3 separate regions of the Mus musculus genome follow, and all the other regions are linked to region 3. The links are chromatin contacts, called in public Hi-C and HiChIP or PLAC-seq maps. All regions are on one chromosome and are shown on one strand. Each heading gives the region's core, a stretch centred on a gene start, on an enhancer-like site or on the middle of the called end of the contact. The rest is flanking DNA. Distances are from core to core; before and after follow the strand shown. Region 1 has its middle 56 kb from the start of Lpin1. Region 2 has its middle 96 kb from the start of Gm48606. Region 3 has its middle 150 kb from the start of Gm36372.

Region 1 (2,700 bases), core at 83-2,582, 150 kb after region 3:
GAACCCAAACTTCAGTCCAGATCTGAGTCACTTTCAGTCAGCTAAGGGATGGATCACCCAATCAGCTAATGCTGGGGGGTTGGTTTGATTTGGGGGGTTTTTTTTGTTGTTTTTTTGTTTGTTTTTTGTTTTTAGATAATCCTGAAAAATGGATCAAGATGACAAAGAACATTCTGGAAAGAAAGCACAAAGTCCTGAAATGAAAATATAACCCATTTCTTCTCAGCTTGGCTCTGCAGACCATCTCAGAAAAGGATGTTTTTACAGAGCAGAAACGTGACTGGCTGCACCTCCATTTACACTTCTTTGTTACAAAATGCATGTGACTTGTTGGGGTTCCAGCCTCGGGAGAAATCGGAGGCACTGGTGGTTACTTTCCGAAGTGAAACTTCCAACCACAACCTCCGGTGCACAAAAGGCGGAGTGAGTCACAGGAAGAGGCCACTTGCTTGCAAAATGCATTAAAAGTAATGCAGGCTGAATGGACTTCCTGCACCAATGAACAGATAGCTGGCATCGGGACAGGCTCCTCGAGGCTCCCAAACATTTCGGGGAGGACGAGACCATTAGAAATCTGGGCACATCCACCTCTACCCTGTTCCCTGCGTTCTCACTCTGCCCAGGCTGCCAGACCTGCTGTCTCCCAGGCCTGTGGCTCCCATCTGAGATTCCCCAGGAAGGCAGATCTGACTGGATGCTTCCACAGGGTCAGAAGGACACCTTGTGACTTAAGCAAGCACCTGTGGCTCGGTCTCCAAGATCCTTTAATACAAAGAGGTGAGGTGGTCTTTGTAGCAGCTTCTCCCGGTTTGAGCAAGTGGGGTGGAGCTGATGTGAGTCCTAGGCTGATAGCATTACAGCATTCCTGAGCTGGCCAGATGACAGACGTGAGCCCGGGCCTGGGCTGCAATGGTCCACAACATGTGAGTGCATCCGAACCCCATAGGACTTATTAAACTATTCTCGGAGGCCCACACCCACTGCTAGGGTCGGTAGGTCTAGGATAAGGTCCTAAACAATTTTATTTTTAACAAACTCCCAGGACAAACTCCCAGAACCTCCAGGGCCACAAAGAACAGATTTTAAATCTCAACAGACTGGCCTCCAAAGCTCACTTAAAGATTTGGGCCTCGGATTGAGCTCATCCAAGGGACATCCGCACTGAAACAGTCCCCTGAAGAAACTCCCCTGCCTCCACACAAATCCAACCCACAACCTGGCTGGTCTCCAAGCCTGGGACCACAGGGAAAGGCCTTTGTCAAAGCAGAGGCTGTTTTGAAAGGCTATTCGGTCAAACAAGAACCAACTGTGCCCCCCTGTGGCCACCGGCTTTCACTGACTTCCAGGATCAGCTTCTCTGGTCAGACTCTGCTTCCCTTTGGGGACCAAGCCTGGCTGTACCACAAGTGATAGCAATTATCCTCTTTGGTGCTACAGGATAAAAAGAGAGGTTACAAATGTAAAGTCTATCCTGGGGTGTAGAGCATGGACTTGCCTAGCATGCATGAAGCCCTGGTTCAATTCCCAGTACCAAATAAAAGACACTCATTGTGGCACATGCGTGCAATCCCAGCACTGGGGGTGGGGGTGGGGTGGCAGTAATGATCTAATTCAAAGTCATCCTTGACTATAGTGTTTCAGGCTATCCTCATGAGTCTGTCGGAGACACTGATGCTGCGAAGATAGCTCAGTGGATAAAGCACTTGCCAAACAAGTGAGGGGCCCAGCATTGAAATCCCCAGAACCCACAAAAAATTCAGATGTGGTGGTCACCTATAATCCTTGCAACTCACAAATCAGAAATGGAATCATTTTACAAGCTGACTTGAAAAGGGAAAACCCCTGGTGTTCCCCTGTACTGGGGCATATAAAGTTTGCAAGACCCTGGGGCCTCTCTTCCCAGTGACGGCCGACTAGACCATCTTCTGCTACATATGCAGCTAGAGACACGAGCTCTGGGGTACTGGTTAGTTCATATTGTTGTTCCACCTATAGAGTTGCAGACCCCTTCAGCTCCTTGGGAGTGGGTAGGTAGGGGAGCAGGGCGGGGAGGGTATAGGGAACTTTCGGGATAGCATTTGAAATGTAAATAAAGAAAACATCTAATAAAAATAAATTTTTTTTAAAAAAGGGGAAAACCCCGGAGACCCGTCACCTCTCGTATTTCAAGGGAATGGGCACAGTGCTGTTCACACTCCAGAACCATGATAGAAAACACAGATAGACAAAGATGGTCGAATGGAGTCTCAGCTCTGATGTTGGGACCAAAGGCCTCCTGAAGAGAGTTAAGTCCCAGAACCTGTTTCAAAACTGGGCCTCTTTAACTTTCCTCTATGACAATTCCATTCCAGGACCGACCGCACAGGGGTCACGAAAGCTGTCTCAGAGCTGATGGTTAAGACCAGTCCCCCCCACACACACCCAAATAGTTTTTGGCTTCTGATGCAAAATGGGAATGTGTTACTCTTTGAAACCAGACCAAGCCCTTCAAATTCCCAGGTGAACAAAGCTCGTCTCTGGGAAAGTCTAGGCATCCAAAAACTCATTCTGTCTGCATGGGGGTATGAACTGCGGGGACACAGGAGAGCCTTGGGTACCACCATGGAGGTCTGGTGTCAAAGGATAAAGAGAACACAGATGAATGAGTGGCCTATAGACAAGTTTATCCTGGTTTTTATTTCAGATAAGAGAGCCTCAGAC
Region 2 (2,700 bases), core at 176-2,675, 250 kb before region 3:
ATATATATTTGAATACTGAAAGAAACTGTTCATTTCTCATTCATTTAGATAACTGGTCTTTGAAAAGTTACCATTCAACCAAAAAAAAAAAAAAATGCTGGAGTGGTGGCACACGCCTTTAATCCCAGCACTTGGGAGGCAGAGGCAGGCTGACTTCTGAGTTCAAGGCCAGCCTGGTCTACAGAGTGAGTTCCAGGACAGCCAGGGCTATACAGAGAAACCCTGTCTCAAAAACAAAACAAAAACAAAACAAAAGAAAACAAAAAGTTACCATTCATGGAGATTTTTTAATTTCCCAAGGTCTTATACTGGAGCAGGTCCTGTGAGTGTGGGCATGCATGAAACAGAGAGAGAACAGACAGAGGTGGGGGGGAGGGGGAGGGAGAGAGAGAGAGAGAGAGAGAGAGAAGTGGTCATTTCTGGTATGGAATCAAGGTTCTTCTAAGCTCCATGGTCCTGTGTACATCTGTAGATGAGGCACTGCAGTGAACAGAGATGAGCATAGTTTATTGCAAATACCTAAAGATATCGTGAGAAGAAAAAGAAGGCCTCTGCCCCAATTCTCCATCCAAATTCTGCTCATGTTTTGTGGCAAATGCTGAAAGACTCCTGGTGGGGGAGAGTTTTCCCTAAGCGTCTCTCTAGCCTGGATTCTGTTCTTGAACGTTCACCCTGCAGTCAGGCAGGAGTGAGTGGGCCTGGATCACAGTGTTCAGTACCTCACAGGTCCAATCTGTGCTTAGTCTAGACAGACAGCTGGAGACTGGCAGCAGGGGATATCAGACACTCCAGGGTGGAGGGTGGGGGGCGTGCTGTGACAAAAATGTTCTCTTCTTGTCTTGCTGACTGCTGCCTCCGGAAGATTGTCTGGAGTAGCTGAGGGCTGAGACTCCTTTAAGATTCTGGGATCAAAGTTAATAATCTAAGAGATCTTTGTGGCTACTGGTGGTTTCTTTGTCCTGCCCCCAGTGTTCAGAATAGCAAAAAGTCAGACCTCTGGGGTGACACCTGTCATGCAAGCTTCCAGGGTGGGGCTCTGACCTTTTCAACTTCTCCTTTTTAATTCACAAATTCACTTGTGTGCCTGGTACTGGGAACCTCTGGAATTCAGTTCCTTTAGGATTTTGGCCTGCAGTGTTGTCTCAGCAGGTGCCAGTCAAATCCTTTAGAACCTGGCCCCTTCTTGCCTGCATTCTTATCTTTTCATCTGTCCTACACTTCATGCTTTGCCTTGTGGCAGCACCCCATGCTGTGTACCTTCCTTAATGGCATCCCTCCCCTCCACCCCACACCCTCTCCCACCCCTGTCATCAAGCGAACAGAATCCTCCAGCCCTACCCCACCCCCACCCTTAAGGCCATGCATATCTCTACATGGCCGTGACAAGGCCATGCATATCTCTACGTTGCTGTGACCCCAGGAGAGCACACCACAGCAGTGCTGTGATGCTTAAGCTTCGCCCCTTTCAGTTCCCTGTCGGCTTGCAGCCAGGACCTGAGCAGCTGTCTTTATCTTTTCAGACAGATCTGAAGCACAGTGTATACATTTAAAAGAAAACAAAACCTGACCATGTAGGCTCCTGTGGTTGGTTCTGAACCTCTGCCCTCACCACTGACTCTCAAGGGAAAAGCCAAGTTGGTCTGCCTACAACACCAGCCTAATTGTGTCACTGCATGCTTAGATCATTTTAGGAGCATCTCATGCTCCTTAGGTTAGAGTTCCAAATCCACCATCATGCCTGAAAAATCCTACTAGGCTTGACCTTCCCCCAATGCTCAGAACACCCTTAGCCCATATTCTTCTCTCCAGACACAAAACAAGCCACTTCAAGGTTAATAGCTTAATTAATATTGCTGATTGCATGATTAATACTTTGTGCCATTGATCTCTAGACTTATGAATATTCCATGGTCAGGTATGGGTCAAGAAACAGCTTTGATGACCTTGGTGGTCTCAAATGCCAGAGACTGGTTTGCTAGGATTCTGGCAAGGATGTCCTTAGAGAGATAATGGGGTCCTCCCTGATATTGTCAAGTATTCTGTAGTGGGATGTTCTGTTTTTCTTTTTAGATTATCAGCAATTTTGAAGAAAGGACACAGAAGAATGCTATGCATTTTGGTTTTTAATTACTATTGGCAACATCTCCCTTCATTCTACTGCCCAGAGATTCTGTTACTGTGATAAAGCATCTACAAAAATATCAAAGAATGGAAAGGGTTTTTTAGACTACAAGTCCAGGTTATATTCCATCATCAAGGAAAGATGAAGCAGGAATTCAAAGTAGCTAGTCACCAATTAAGGGCAGAGAAAAATCAATCCATCCTTTTGTATGCTTTTTTACTGGCTCTAGTTCTCTCTTCTTTGATACAATCCAGGAACTCCTTCCTAAGGAATAGTGCCATCCACAGTGGGTTGGGCCATCCTAAGTCATTAACAATCAAGATACTCTCCCACATGTATTCCTTCTGACCAACATGATGAAAGCAATTTCTCAAATGAGATTCTCTTTCCAGATAACTCTAGGTTGTATTAAATTGACAGGTAAAGCCAAGTAGAACAGAAAATAACATGACCAGCCCAGATCAAAGAATGGGAAGAGCCTACTACATCTACTGATGAGAAGAGCTACAACATTATATTACAAATGTCATAGGCTATATAAAAAGTGGGGGGAAAGACATCCGTATTTCCAATCAGTC
Region 3 (2,700 bases), core at 194-2,693:
CAACACAGCATGAGGAATTGTATTAAAGGATCGTAGCACTAGGATCGTCTAGGATCGTAGCACTAGGATCTGGAGTCATCTAGGAGACTGACCCTCCCTGGCCTGCAGGATCAGTCTCTTAGATGATTCCAGATCCTATTAAATTATTAACAGTAATCACTACAATATGGAAGAGAGTGGACAGAGGAGAAATTTACAAGTCAGGGGTAAAAGGTAAACTTGGACATCCTGCTCTGTATCCCAGACCCTTAGTAAAAGGCAAGTCGCTCTGCTTTTCAGGGTCTTTGTCTTTTCAAATGAAAAGACAAAGCCTGCCCAAATCTTTCAGTATCATGCAACTGTGACTGGCTAAGCAGGGGAGAGTCCCTGTCAGTGTCCCCCAGGTGACATAATCCAAAGGAAAATGTGGGTTTCAGCATCGCACAGTCACTGAACCATTCAGCTTCTGCACCCTAATTGGCAGCTTTCTAAGCAACTTCTCCCGGTTCTCATTTTCTCCGGGCAGTAGAGTATACTTTGGCATCAGAATGGGAGGCTTGGGGTGGTCGCCCGGTTTCTTTCCCTCCAGTGGATGGGGCATCATGGCCTTAAACCAGAACCATCTGTGCAAAATGACTGGGAGGCACACAAAGTGCCGGAACCACAAAATTCCAGCTTTGCTTTTGGCTTTCTGGCAAGAAAAGACTGAAAAGTCGGCTCTCGTTTCTCCAAATATTTCTCGCCACAGAGTCTGTGCAGACTGCCTCCAACTCTCCATCGGCAAACCTGGGCAGTTTGGGGACTTTGTTTTGCTTTGTTTTGTTTTTAGTTCGGTTGTTTGGTTGGTTGGTTGGTTGGGTTTTTTTTTTGTTTGTTTGTTTGTTTGTTTTTTGTTTTTGTGGCCTGCTCTCAAATGGTTTTGGAGGCATTGGCAGAACGCACATTAAGGCCATAGTATTGGCTGAGAGTCAGATGATTTCTTTTTCAAAAAGGAGAAACTTCATAAGCCTTACCTTGTGCACACACAGGTGTATAGAAGAAAAAAAAAATGTGGTTTTTCTTCTTGCATTCAGGACTCACTCGCCTCGGCCCAAATTTGAAAAACAGGTTGGGTTTTAGGGGTGTTGCTTTTTTAAATGTTGTTTCTGGTTATTTGGTTTGGTTTGGTTTAGTTTGGGATTTTTCCCCTCACTAAAGTTGTCTGCTAAATACTTGAGGTAAAATCCAGAGACCTGAAGTCTTTGGCCTACTGTCTGTGCCATCTGCACACCTGCATGGTGACACTCAAGAGTCCTGTATGACAACTGATGGGGACCACAGTTCGCTTGGCTCACTGGAGTGGTACCAAGAGAGTTACAAAACAGCGAGAGCTTCCGAACCCGTCACTCTCCTCTACACCACAGAAAGGCTTAAAGATCCAAAGCAAACCGGAGCTTGCTCAAGTTTCAGAGATGTCAAGTCATGTGGTCTAAGGCGAACAAATGTTTCTGGCTATAAATACTCAACAGAGTGTTCCAGCTCACTCAGCCAAAACCTAAACGCTGTGAGGTTTCACCCAAACGAATGGTTCCTTAAATAAACACAACGTCAGGGCAAAAGTGAGCAGCAAAACTTGCAATCAAGGACTGACACGAGAGGCGCCGTCTCGTGGAAGAGAGAGGCTGCACCTGGACGGCTGGTAACAAAAGTTAACCGAGGGCCCTTAGCAGGGCAGGCAGTGGCCAAGCAAGCCCTAGTCCCTCAGTGTGTTAACCCTCCCTCAGGTCCGCCAGGATGAGGACACTACCATCCAACACCATTGATGCGGGAAAGCCAAGCCCCCAGATAAATAAGAAAACCTAGCACATCATGGACGTCAAGGGTGTCTGGTGGCAAAGCCACTGGCCCTCTGTGCCAGGACCCACTGTGCCCAGCAAGGTCAAGAATGCTGGTCTTACCCTGGATTCTTCATCACTGGGAGGCATCCATGTCTTGGGAACCACTGAGTTTAGGGCTGCAGAGACAAAATGCCACAAACCAAGTAATTTAACACAACAGACACATTCTCTTACCATGCCCAGAACCATAGAAAATACACACTCTCTCTCTCACACACACACACTCCATACACATACACACTCATAAGCACACCACACTCCCACAGACACACAGTCACATGCACACCACGCTCAAACACACACACACATACATTCACATGCACATCCCACACACATACTCTACACACTCCAAACACACCACACACTCTCTCTACACACACACACTACACAATCACATATACACCACACACTCACATGCACACTCACACACACACACACACACACAAGAATTTTTAAATTTATAACTGGTAAATAAAACTCAAAGCAAGGAAGCTGTAAAAAGTACACGGGGGAAAGAAAACCCATCTGGGCAAGAGGTATTTGCATATTCTGTTAGATATACTTCCTGCCAGGTGTGTGCAGCACATGGCCAGTTGCAAATTTGATTATTGGAGAAATTTTGAAAAGTTAGATGCCTGCTGAACCCCCAGGGTTCTTTTCCCCTGCCTTCCACTGCTCCCTGATGCAATATTACATGGCTGTGTTTTATCCTCCAATTTCTGTCATCTTCCTAGAAATGCATGGTTTGCCTAAGTGTGGAGCATGAAGGCCTAACTCCCTCAGCTTGCAAGAATACTAAACTAAGTAGGAATTGTTTTGGTGTGTGTGTGTGTGTGTGTGTGTG

Evidence for each region. HiChIP or PLAC-seq counts read pairs in DNA pulled down with a chosen protein or histone mark. A called contact is a pair of places that touch in the nucleus more often than the background predicts.
Region 1: a CTCF HiChIP or PLAC-seq map of pro-B cells shows a contact between it and region 3, with 2.7 times the contacts expected there. The contact joins two enhancer-like sites. A contact is called at or near these places in 1 of 15 datasets of contacts at CTCF or cohesin (pro-B cells), 7 of 484 Hi-C or Micro-C datasets (B cells, the C10 cell line, centroblasts and 3 more), 4 of 115 datasets of contacts at active chromatin or transcription factors (the 230-238 cell line, CD8 T cells, the NIH/3T3 cell line and 1 more) and 1 of 9 other capture datasets (embryonic stem cells).
Region 2: a contact with region 3 is called in a Hi-C map of B cells, with 2.2 times the contacts expected there. The contact joins two enhancer-like sites. A contact is called at or near these places in 1 of 15 datasets of contacts at CTCF or cohesin (large pre-B cells), 10 of 484 Hi-C or Micro-C datasets (B cells, the C10 cell line, CD4 T cells and 6 more) and 1 of 115 datasets of contacts at active chromatin or transcription factors (large pre-B cells).

What each region holds. Positions count from the first base shown.
Region 1 is chr12:16,532,174-16,534,873 of GRCm38.p6, forward strand. No RefSeq gene overlaps it. Among named protein-coding and RNA genes, the nearest start is that of Lpin1, 56 kb to the right of the region's middle. Within about 2 kb of position 1,333, at least 209 of the 459 cell types and tissues checked have an H3K27ac peak or open chromatin away from gene starts, as enhancers often do. A contact at or near this core is called in the 230-238 cell line, B cells, palatal mesenchyme and 1 more, where this site is marked.
Region 2 is chr12:16,135,051-16,137,750 of GRCm38.p6, forward strand. No RefSeq gene overlaps it. Among named protein-coding and RNA genes, the nearest start is that of Gm48606, 96 kb to the right of the region's middle. Within about 2 kb of position 1,426, at least 66 of the 459 cell types and tissues checked have an H3K27ac peak or open chromatin away from gene starts, as enhancers often do. A contact at or near this core is called in B cells, centrocytes and pro-B cells, where this site is marked.
Region 3 is chr12:16,382,203-16,384,902 of GRCm38.p6, forward strand. No RefSeq gene overlaps it. Among named protein-coding and RNA genes, the nearest start is that of Gm36372, 150 kb to the left of the region's middle. Within about 2 kb of position 1,444, at least 45 of the 459 cell types and tissues checked have an H3K27ac peak or open chromatin away from gene starts, as enhancers often do. A contact at or near this core is called in the 230-238 cell line, B cells, centrocytes and 2 more, where this site is marked.